3 separate regions of the Mus musculus genome follow, and all the other regions are linked to region 1. A link is a contact called in public HiChIP or PLAC-seq data. All regions are on one chromosome and are shown on one strand. Each heading gives the region's core, a stretch centred on a gene start, on an enhancer-like site or on the middle of the called end of the contact. The rest is flanking DNA. Distances are from core to core; before and after follow the strand shown. Region 1 holds the start of Tuba1a (tubulin, alpha 1A). Region 2 holds the start of Bcdin3d (BCDIN3 domain containing). Region 3 holds the start of Gpd1 (glycerol-3-phosphate dehydrogenase 1 (soluble)).

Evidence for each region. HiChIP or PLAC-seq counts read pairs in DNA pulled down with a chosen protein or histone mark.
Region 2: a FOXA1 HiChIP or PLAC-seq map of pancreatic cancer cells shows a contact between it and region 1. The contact joins the promoter of Bcdin3d here to the promoter of Tuba1a in region 1. A contact is called at or near these places in 2 of 115 datasets of contacts at active chromatin or transcription factors (bone marrow-derived macrophages and pancreatic cancer cells).
Region 3: a FOXA1 HiChIP or PLAC-seq map of pancreatic cancer cells shows a contact between it and region 1. The contact joins the promoter of Gpd1 here to the promoter of Tuba1a in region 1. A contact is called at or near these places in 1 of 39 promoter capture datasets (liver), 1 of 115 datasets of contacts at active chromatin or transcription factors (pancreatic cancer cells) and 1 of 9 other capture datasets (pancreatic islet).

Annotation. Positions count from the first base shown.
Region 1 is chr15:98,951,340-98,954,830 of GRCm38.p6, forward strand. Tuba1a (tubulin, alpha 1A) reads right to left here and starts at 2,162. Exons shown (of 4, transcript NM_011653.2): 1 at 2,112-2,162; 2 at 130-352. The coding sequence starts at 2,114.
Region 2 is chr15:99,472,761-99,476,234 of GRCm38.p6, forward strand. Bcdin3d (BCDIN3 domain containing) reads right to left here and starts at 1,970. Exons shown (of 2, transcript NM_029236.2): 1 at 1,696-1,970. The coding sequence starts at 1,932.
Region 3 is chr15:99,716,194-99,719,950 of GRCm38.p6, forward strand. Gpd1 (glycerol-3-phosphate dehydrogenase 1 (soluble)) reads left to right here and starts at 1,394. Exons shown (of 8, transcript NM_010271.3): 1 at 1,394-1,455; 2 at 1,959-2,136; 3 at 2,941-3,081. The coding sequence starts at 1,415. All of the region lies in intron 2 of Gm16537 (predicted gene 16537), which reads right to left.

The DNA.
Region 1 (3,491 bases), core at 912-3,411:
CAAAGGGAGAAGACGTCAGCCATCGGCCACCGAGGACACACACAAGCTCACTCACCCTTCTGGGTCTGGAGAGAGATTCTGAGTATGTGACCAAGAAGGAATGCCTGGGGAAGCCCCCAGCCAGCTTACCGATGACCGTGGGTTCCAGGTCTACGAACACTGCCCGGGGCACATGCTTGCCAGCTCCTGTCTCACTGAAGAAGGTGTTGAAGGAGTCATCTCCTCCCCCAATGGTCTTGTCACTTGGCATCTGGCCATCAGGCTGGATGCCATGTTCCAGGCAGTAGAGCTCCCAGCAGGCATTGCCGATCTGGACACCAGCCTGGCCAACATGGATGGAGATGCACTCACGCTGTGGAAAGAGGGAAAAAAATTATAAAATTAAGCTGTTATAATATTAAGCTGTATTTCTATTTTAGATCTTAATAGATTTCTAAAGTGTTTCTAAAAATAGAAATATTGTTGAAATTTATTTGGAGTCACATCCCTAATAACAGGAACAATGAGGAGTACTCACTACAAACACCAAAAGTGGGTGTGGCCTAGATGTCACCTTAATACTGCTTAAGACATGGTGCAAACCCATTGTTTCCAAAGCCTTGCTTGAATAGAACAGCTTTCATATTTGAAAAATATTTAAAGCATAGATTCTGTAAAACAAAATAATTATCCATAATAATACTAATTGCTTCTTTACCCGATAAGTAAGGATGAAGTTTTCATCCTATAGGACCTGGTATTTCATCATGGACATCTGCAGTGCGGCTGGGGCCAACAGCCACACCCTTCTGTGGACCCCATCAGTACTCTGGCTAGGCTACATAATAAAGAGTCTCACACTATAGGACCTTCTATTTCAACACTGACATCTGCAGTGCGGCTGAGGCCAGGAGCCACACCCTTCTGCAGACAGACCCCATCAGTACTTTGGCTAGTCGACAAGCTAGACAAAGTCTGATTTCTGCATTGCCACGTTCTCTGTGCCTGGTGCTAGCCTGTGCTGTTACATTATTTAACAGAGAAAGCTCTATTTCCAGCAGCTGTCTATGCGATCTCTTTGTGCTGCTTTCATGGTCCCTCCTAACCCTGGCTGGGGCCATTAGCCTGAATTAATGAATTAGTGCACATTTATTAGAACAAAAGATGGTTGGGTGCAGAGTATAATTTTTTTCTTTGCAGAAAATCCATTGTTTTTTGAAGGTTTTCCACTGTATGGAATGGAAATATTCTTAAAGCAGGCTAAGTTAGAAACAATGAGCGCCAACATTTTTTAAAAAAACAAGTGAAAAGATAGCTAAATTTAAAAGTAGAAAATAATATTTTTATCCTATGAATCTCTACATACCACTAATATTTCATTCTATAGAGATACACGTCTGTTGTGGAGGGACTACTTTCATTGTCTGCGGGGGTGGGGGGCGGGGAAGGGCGTTTCCCTGGGTTCTGACCATCAGCGTACTCTAGGATTCACAAAGTGGGCTTTGTCATTCCCCAACCATCCAGCTCCCCTCCCCCCTCAGCGAGATGTCCCCGTTAAGCAAATCGTATTTTTGACAGCCCTGCAGACGAAACATCCCATGACTACAGTTCCACAACGATTTTTTTTAAAGTAAAAATAAAAATAATTAAAAAAAAAAAAACCGCTCGGAAGAGGCTTAGTGAGAACCAACCCCTCCCAAAACGCCACGGAAGCAAGAGACAAACAACCCCGCCCCTGCGCCTCCCTGACAGCGGCTGCCATGGATCCGACGCAAACTAAACATTTTCCTAGCGAAGTGGGGCGGTGTTTCTGGAGTTCGGGCTCGGCCGCCGCCCCTGCCCTCCTACAGCAGCGGACCCTCGATCCCCCACCCGTCCCCGGCGGTCCCCGTGGTCCCCTGCAGTCCCTGGCTCTGCCAGCGCTAGCTCATCGGCGCTGCCTTTGTTCTTCCCGGTCTGGGCGTTTCCGTGTCCCGCACTGCGGCGGCGGGACTCAAAGACTAAGATAAACTTAAAGCATGGAGACCACCCTTTCCCCGCAGAGGTGACCAAAGCCTTAGACGTTTCCTTGCAGATCTGGGGCGACTGACACCCACCCTCTATCTACCGAGAGCCGGGGAAGGCTTGCTCACCATGGTTGCTGCTTCGCGGCTGCCGGGTGGATGGCGGAGGCGAGGAGGAGGTGTTGCTTCTTACAGCGCGACTCTTAGGCGGTCGATGTAAGAGAACCTGCGGCACTTGGGCGGATGCGGCTCCTTATATACAGCTCTGTCACCATGGGGATGGGCCAGGGCCTTTTCCTGTTGGTCCAGACCCCTCTGTCTGCCCAGAGAAGCCGCGACAGGAGAGTGGTGATTGGTGCAAGCGACATGGTATGAGGTAATCTCTCCCCCACCCCTTCCCCCTAGCATCCGTAGACTTTGCATCCTTCAGACAAAGGCCGTGCAAAGGCAGCTAGCCGAGCATCCATTATGGGGTGGAGTTGGGGAGGGGTGGAAAGGGAAGAAAGAAAACTGGGGTTGGATGATTATACGTAGTTTAAACCTTAAACTGTATTTAAAAATCATCTAAGGTTTTTCCCAACACTTAATCACAGAATTTATGTTTAGAATCTTTTTGGAAAATTCCAGCTTTTCATTTTTAATATACTGAATTTAATTACGTTCTGTCAGAATTCAACATCTCTATTTGCTTTAAAAAGTAGCAGAAGATACGGGGGTGGTCAAAAAGGCGTGGCTGAATGTTTAGTTTCATAGTTATTGTATTATTGTTATTCTTTATTATTATTTGAGCAAAAGTCAGTACGAGTAGACCACGCCTGTGACCTCAACAGCACCTGGGAGTCAGAGGCAGGAAGACTTGCAGCTCAAGGTCATCTTAACTGGCCTTAGTGGTTTATTCCTGTGTATCCCAGCACTGGGAAGCCGGGGATTGCAGCTAATTTGTGCCCACCCTGGATATATAGTGTGATATCCTGTCTCAAAAACCAAAAGAAAAAGAAAGAAAGAAAGAAAGAAAGAAAGAAAGAAAGAAAGAAGAGAAGAGAGAAATAATATACAAAGTAGTACTTAATACTAGAGAGCTTTCTTTCTTTAGCTGTAATTCTCTCCCATCACCCCTCCGTGCCCGCCCCCCTACCCCACCCTACCTCACCCCAGAGCCTGTGTTATTTTGTCCCTAGAAATGAGCCATCCTTTCTAATATGGAATTCAGAAACTGTAAGGAGAAAGAATTGAGTTTAAAAACTAGCTCTTTGTGTGGGCTTGTATTTCTCCAGTCTTTTTTTTTTTTTTGGAGGGGGAGGGGTGATATCAAGTAAAAAATAACTGAGATGCCAAATTAAAAAGAGGAGCGTTTTATAATATAAAAGGAAACCATTTTGTGATGTTTTCATCCCCAGACAACTGTGCAGTGCCAGCCCTGCTGCAGTTTTATGTAGTTCCCTGAATTCTGTAAATAGCCCCTTCCGCAGCTGGGCTTCTGACTGTGGGAACTGTAGCTGCTCTCCCCAA
Region 2 (3,474 bases), core at 720-3,219, 520 kb after region 1:
TAGCTAAAGTCACATGGACACTAATAATAAGACTTCGGCTACATAAAGTTCCTTTTATTCAAACCAGGCTTTTCTAACTATTTTTAAAAATTATCTTTTGTATGTGTATGCATGAGTCTTAGTGCTTACACATGCTAATATGTGTACGGATGCCCAGAGGGGCCAGAAGAGGACTTCTGCTCTGCTGAAATTAGAGTTCCAGGTGGTTGTGAGCTGCCCTCAAGGATGCTGGGAATGGAACTTAGGTCCTCTGAAAGAACAGCGCTCTGAAGAATGGAGCTGAGTTCCTAGAACCCCTTCTAACTTAACAATACACAAGTTACCTCCGGGGTCATCTTAAAATACAGATGCTGGCTAAGTAGACGGGGGTGGGGGTGGGGTAGGCTGAGATTCTGTGTGTCTAACAAACTGCACAGTCACACTAACTTTGTTCAAAGTCACAGTTGAAGGCACAAGGACCCACACCACGCCACTAAATTTCCTCCTACCCTGATTTGCTTCCCTCCTATCGGACTCTGTTTTTGAGGCCGGCATGGTCTCCATATTGAGGGCAGAGAGAACTTGTGTAAAACAAAAATGAGTGGATAAATGCGTAAATAAATAAATGTTCAAAAGTAAACTTGAGAACAACTGCCTTAGTCAATTGCAACCGTGTCCTTTCTACTGTGGCTCTGTATATACTGTTTACAATTTTAAAATCTTTTTTTTAAAAATGTTTTTCTTTTCTGTTTTTCTGCTGGTTTCCTATACCACGGTGACACGTTTACAGGGACACACACCCAGCTGGTTACTGTAGTCTATAACCAAAAGCTCTCCTCAACTGAGACCCTCAAAGGTCTTCACCACCCACCAATGTCTCTTTTTTGTCGTTTTTGGAAACATGGTCTTAGTAGCCTAGGCTAGCTTCAGACTTGTGGGAATGCTTGTCTTCTGAGAGCTAGAATTACACGTGGGCAAAAGGTCTATCCCTGGACTCTGGTGATGGAATGTGGAGCGAATGGCGGAGGGTCCTAACCATTTGTAATGTTGGATAAAACTGCCCGCTTCACTGGGACATCCACTAACTAGCTACAAATAGGCGAGACTGTTATTTCCTTATTTTTGCTGCGGTTTGACTCTAATCATTACATGTCTGAAAACACTCTGCGGTGGGAAAGGTGGTTAAGGCTTCCTCCTCTGGCCGGATGATCTATTTTCTTTCTTGATCCCTCTCTACTGTTCACCGTTGTACTCTGTTAGCACAAGTAAATAAGGATCTGGCTCCAGGTCTGTCTTGCACTGTATATCTACAGCCTTAAGTTTCAGCCGTGATTACGTCACCCTGGCTCTTATCTTTTAGGAATCAGGATTCCCAGATTTTTTGGGGGGGGGAAGGGAAGGGGATCCCCGTTCCCCAGCCAAGAAGACCAGCAAAGCAAGAGAGGAGGCAAACGCCGGAAGTCCAGATCAGACGGTCCTCCTCCCCAGCGGTCTGGCGGGAATTTTTGGAATGAGTTGTGGATTGCTCAAAATTCCTCACTCGGCCGTGGGGCCCCAAAGGGAGGGCTGGGACGTGCACGTGTCTGTCAAGGCTATACTTTAAAAGCCCACTCTGGGCTTTGAGTTTTGATGCCACGCCCAGGCCAGCACCACGGAGGACGCGGAGGCTGACCATCGCTGGGCTCCCGGCGCTCCGATCCCTGCCGCGTCACTCACCCCGGAGTTACACCCCACGTCGAGCCCTAGGATCGGCCTCTTCTCGGGACCCTCGGGAGGGAAGAGCTGCCGAAGAAGCTCCGGGGGCAGAAGGCGGAGCCTTTGCTCGGGAGGGTGGAAGCGGGAATAATGAGGGAAATTTCCGAACGGGGCGGCCCCGGGTTCCAGAGCCCCCGGATGCTCTTCCTCCACAGCCTCTCCAACGCCCCCTCTTGACAATGTCCCGTCTGCGGCCATCACGCTCTGTCCCTCGGTTGGGGCGGAACCGGAAGTCTGGAGCCCGCGGAGGGAGGGGGCGAGCGCAGCGCCAGCGCGCATGCGCCTAGGGTAGAGGTCTGAAAGAAGGTGAGTTTAGGTAGGTGAGAAGACCCCAGTGCCTAGTCGGGGCTTTCGGTATCCTATTGGAGGCCGTGATCGTCCCCTCTTACTTAACGGACTTGCCCAACTTGAGTTGAACCTTGGGCCACTGACCAAAGCAAGGAGTTTGTGGGGGTCTTGAAAGTGAAGTTGGTCCAAGTTTCTTTCTTTTCAGATACACAAAGTGAGCTGTAAGGAAGGGGGATTCCTTGTCTGGGGAGTATGTGTGTGTGTGGGGCCTGTGACGGGGTCACACAACAATGCACTGACACAGGAACTTGAGCCTGGTTTAGAAAACGTAGCTGGAAGCTCTAGAACACTTAAGGTGCCACAAGGGGACCGACAGACATAGTAACTATAGACTTCATTCCAGAGGATGGAGTTGCTACATTGATACTTTTCAGCTGTGAACCTCCTATATTTATCATAAATCCTGGCGCACGGTTGTTCAGTAAATACTTGTTGAATGAAAACTGTACAAGATGCAAGTGACTAAGCCGTATCTGTTTGGGGGAAGAAAGAAAATGGGAGAACAGAGTTAAATTGAAAGAGATGTGTTGAGATAAACTTAAGACCAAAAGTGGGCCGAACTCTGTAAAAATGGTTCAATCAGGAAATGCTTGCTGGGTAAGCTCGTGGACCTGAGTTCGGATCCCAAACACCCACATAAAAAGCAGGGTGTAATGGTGTATGCCTGTAATCCCAGACTAGCAGATCTCTGAAGTTTGCCGGCTAGCCAGCCTAGCTGCGTTGGTGTGTGCTCCAGGCCCACTGAGAGATTCTGTCTCAAAAGATAAGGTGGGAAATGATCGAAGAAGATGCCTGCCATCCGCCTCTGGACTCTACACACGTGTACACACGCTAGGAAATAGTAATACTTTAAAAGCTTTTTAAATGTGGTCTGGGGTGGGGAAAGCTGGTGAGGAGAGAGACTGAGGAGTCAGCCTCCCTTAGTCTCTGTTCTATTGCTGTGGAGAGACAGGTAACCATGGCAACTCATTAAAAAAATAATTGGAGGCTTGCTACAGTTTCAGAGGTTTAGTCCATTATCATCATGGTGGGAAGCAGTAGCTGAGAGCTAGACCCTGATCCATAGGCAAAAAGAGAGTCCAGGCTTAGCCTGGGCTTCTGAAACCTCAAAACCCACCTCAGGTGACAAACTTCCTCCTACAAGGCCACACCTCCTAATCCTTTCAAAGAGTCCCACCCTCTGGTGACTATTCAGACATATGAGCCTATGGGGGCCATTTTTATTCAAACCACCACATGGCCTAAGCAGTAAGTTCGGTTTAGAGGTAAGGAGAGCCCAGCCTGTTAGAATCAACCCATGGCACTGTGTTCTGACCAGCCCATTTTATGGAGACCTCCCAGCTTACTAAGCCAAAAATTTGCTAAACTTTATAAGAGACTGAAGCATCTATA
Region 3 (3,757 bases), core at 144-2,643, 760 kb after region 1:
TTCCAGAGTGACTTGGAAACCCGAGTTCCTCCTCTTAGTCAAACAGATGTCTGTGGGTGCCATGGAGCCCAAACTGCTGGATATGGGCCTGCCTTTCTCCCCCTCCCCCAAAGCTACACACCCACACCGGCATCAGAGACCACAGAGCTGCGGAGACATGGCTACCCTTGAGTTTTAGAGGCTGCTGCTGTAACTGGCTTCTCTGGCCCTGTCTAGAGACTGTAACCAGCTGTTTAATTTAAGGGTCCCTGTGGGATAAGCAGAGCCTGAGAGAAGAAATTGAAGGGAGATCAGGCTTATCCAGGAGCATGTGCTGGCCACCACCTTCTGCCCTTCCTGAAGCCTGGAAGGAGTGTGGGTGGGCCACGTGTCACCAGTGGCCTTTGACCTTCCTTCCCTTTAGAGACCTTCAAACGGAGATTATCTGAGGTGAAGGGGCAACCTGTGGGTCCCTGACCTGCAAGTAACCAAGATGACCTTGTTATTTTTAGTTTTCCAAGACAGGGTTTCTTTATGTAACCCCCCCCCCCCCACTATCTGGGAACTCACTCTGTAGACCAGGCTGGCCTCAAACACACAGAGATTCACCTACCTCTGCCTCCTGAACGCCAGGATTAAAGGTGTGCACCACTATGTCCATTTTCTCCCGAGATATTTTAATCCTTGGTCGGGGTGGGGGTATACACCAAAGCAGCCCCTTACTGTGTATGTGGTATTGTAGTATTATTCCCTAGAAGGTGCTCACATCCCTTGATCCTCTCACCCAGAGCCCGTGGTGGAGCTACCATCATGGGACATCATGGGAGTGGAACAGCTGAGGATCTGGGGGAGGCACATGCTAGCTAGCGAGAGCGATGAGGCGTTTGCCTTTGAAAACATCGCTGTTGCTGACGCTAGTGCTTTTTTCTCTCTCTCTCTGAAACAGACTAGCCTCGAACTCATCGAGACCCTCTTGCCTCTGCTTCCCAAGCGCTGGGGTTAAAGACATGCACCACCATGCCGAGCCCTGTCAGTTGCAGTTTATTTCAGTGCTGGAGACTGAAGGCATAGCTGGGGGGGGGGGGTGTGATAGCTGGGGGGGGGTGTGATAGCTGGGGGGGGGGGGGTGTTACTGTTTCTTGACCAGACTCAATACCAATACGTAGGTGGAGAACTAAGCCGAGGCCAAACGAGGGAAGAAGCTGGCCAGCACTGTCAGCTGGGAACTCGAGAGGAAAAGCTGGCCTGGCCTCAGCCTCAGTCCTGTTCTCCACCTGTCTGTCCCCTTTACTACCCTTTCTGCAGGCCAGACTCCTAGTCCCTGGGTGCCAGCCTCTGGGCCACCTCAGGGGCGGAGCTTGGCTGCACCCACGTGTGGTGGAGTTAAATACTCGGAGCCCACACCCGCCGGGGCAGAGAAGCAGCAAGCAGCACCATGGCTGGCAAGAAAGTCTGCATTGTCGGCTCTGGCAACTGGTGAGTGGTTCTGTGAAGGGCAGGGGGGGAGGGAAGGGCTCTCCGAGGGCTGAGGGGCTCCGCGGAGGGAGGCTGGGTGAGCAGGAAGCGGGCAGAGGGTAGGAAATGCCCTCAGGAGCCAGCTGGACTCCTGCTGCCGTCTCCAGTGCTTACGGTACACAGGACAGTCTGTGCCCAGCCTCCCGGCTGTGCCCGCCTGGGCGCTGCACCTGTTCACCACAGGAAGGTGAGCAGAGTGCTGTTGCCTTCCCTGCCTGAGAAGCTGCCTGCGCGGTGTAGGGAAGGCTAGCCCACCTCCCCAGCAGCAAAGACTGGATAGATTGAATCTTCTATTGCCAGTTGTGGGAGACACATTCATCATAGGGGACCAGGGTGGGAGTAGGGGGGCGGAGTGACGTGAGAGTGAGAGGCAGGAGGTAAAAAAAAATCCAACAAGCTTTATGAGTTCCTCCCCCTCCTCCCTGTCACCCTAGTCCACTTTCCTGTGTTTCCTCTCCCGCCAGGGGCTCAGCCATTGCCAAGATCGTGGGTAGCAATGCAGGCCGGCTGGCACACTTTGACCCACGGGTGACCATGTGGGTGTTTGAGGAAGACATCGGGGGCAGAAAGCTAACTGAGATCATCAACACTCAGCACGAGAATGTTAAATACCTGCCAGGGCACAAGCTGCCCCCCAATGTGGTGAGCTCCAACTCGATGTGAGAAGAGAGAGAGAGCGAGGCAAGGAAAGGGTATACTCAGTCAACACGCAAAAGTGACTTCGAGGTGCCTCCTTCCCAGAGGAGGGGAGGAGGCCACTGTAGGCGCCCGCTGGCTTGGTGGAGCAGCAGGCGGGGTGCTCTAGGCCTGGAGTACCCCTCCCCCATTAAGCCCCTATATTACTCTTTTGGAATCTTTCTGGAATCTGAATGTACCACCCCTTAGAGGTGCTAGGTGGAAAAGAGGGGTCTCCATGGCAACCAAAGGCTGGTTCTCAGGCTCCCGGACTCGGGGTCCAACTTCTCCTGCCTGCCCTGAACTCTAACCCTGTTACTCATTCACTGGTTATTAGCAGATCTGAAGGCTGATCATTGGACTTTTGGTCTTTGGTCAAATCCATATGGCATTCTCCTCACCTAGAAAGGGGGGACAGAGAGTCCGCAGGGAGACTGGGGCTCCCACTGCCAAGTTCGGGCCCCTAAGACGCAGCAGTGATGAAATCTTAGTTGGCCTCTTCCCCCTGCCAGGCCTAGGCTGCCTTTGGCAGTCTTCACTGACCCATAGCCAAGGGCTAAACGTGTGGCAGCGTGGAGGCAGGCGTGTTCTAGGAAGCTTCAGTGCCCCAGGAGAGCTGGGGACAGGGAACACAGAAGTTCTGATAGTTCCTGTTAAAGTCTCAAAAACCCTCCCTCCCCTAACACTGGCTTGGAGATCTTCTGCAAGGGGGTCCCCTTGGGACTAGGAGAGGTCTACCAGGCACACGAGAGCTTCTGCTCTCCTTCACAGGTGGCCATCCCAGACGTGGTCCAGGCTGCAACAGGCGCTGACATCCTGGTTTTTGTGGTACCCCATCAGTTCATTGGCAAGATCTGTGACCAGCTCAAGGGCCACTTGAAGGCCAATACTATTGGCATATCTCTTATTAAGGTACCAGAGACGCTTTGGCATGTTTGGGGGTGAGGTGCAGCTAACTTTTGTGGGGTGTGGGGGTAGATAGAAGAGCACATAAAAGAATATACAGAACAAGACCGACAACCCGGATGGAGATGGGAGGGATTGGCTTTGGAGAGAGTAAAGAAAGCAGTTGGGGCTGGGCGTGGTGGCACACACCTTCAATCCCAGCACTTGGGAGGCAGAGGCAGGCTGATTTCTGAGTTCAAGGCCAGCCTGGTCTACAGAGTGAGTTCCAGGACACCCAGGGCTACACAGAGAAACACTGTCTCGAAAAAACAAAAAAACAAAAAAACCAACCCCCCCCCCCAAAAAAAAAGCAAGCAAGCAAGCAAGCAAGCAAGCAAGCAGTTGGGGCTGAAGTATAGCTTAGTGGCAGAGAGTTTGCCTAGCATGCATGAGGTCCCGAGTTCAATCCCTAGCAATCTCCCCAGAAAGGGGAGGGAGGAGGGAGGCAGAAAGAAAGACAGAAAGAGAGAAGGAGAGGGAGAGGGGATGAGGGGGGGTGTCAGCTGCTGGGCTACTTAACAAAGACAAGATAGCTTTGGAGGCAGATGTCTTAGAAAAGAAGTGGGTTGGGGTGTCTAGGGGGTTCCTTGGGGGTATAAGGAGTAGAATGCTTCTAAGAGGTAGGCTGGATAAGCCGTGTGTG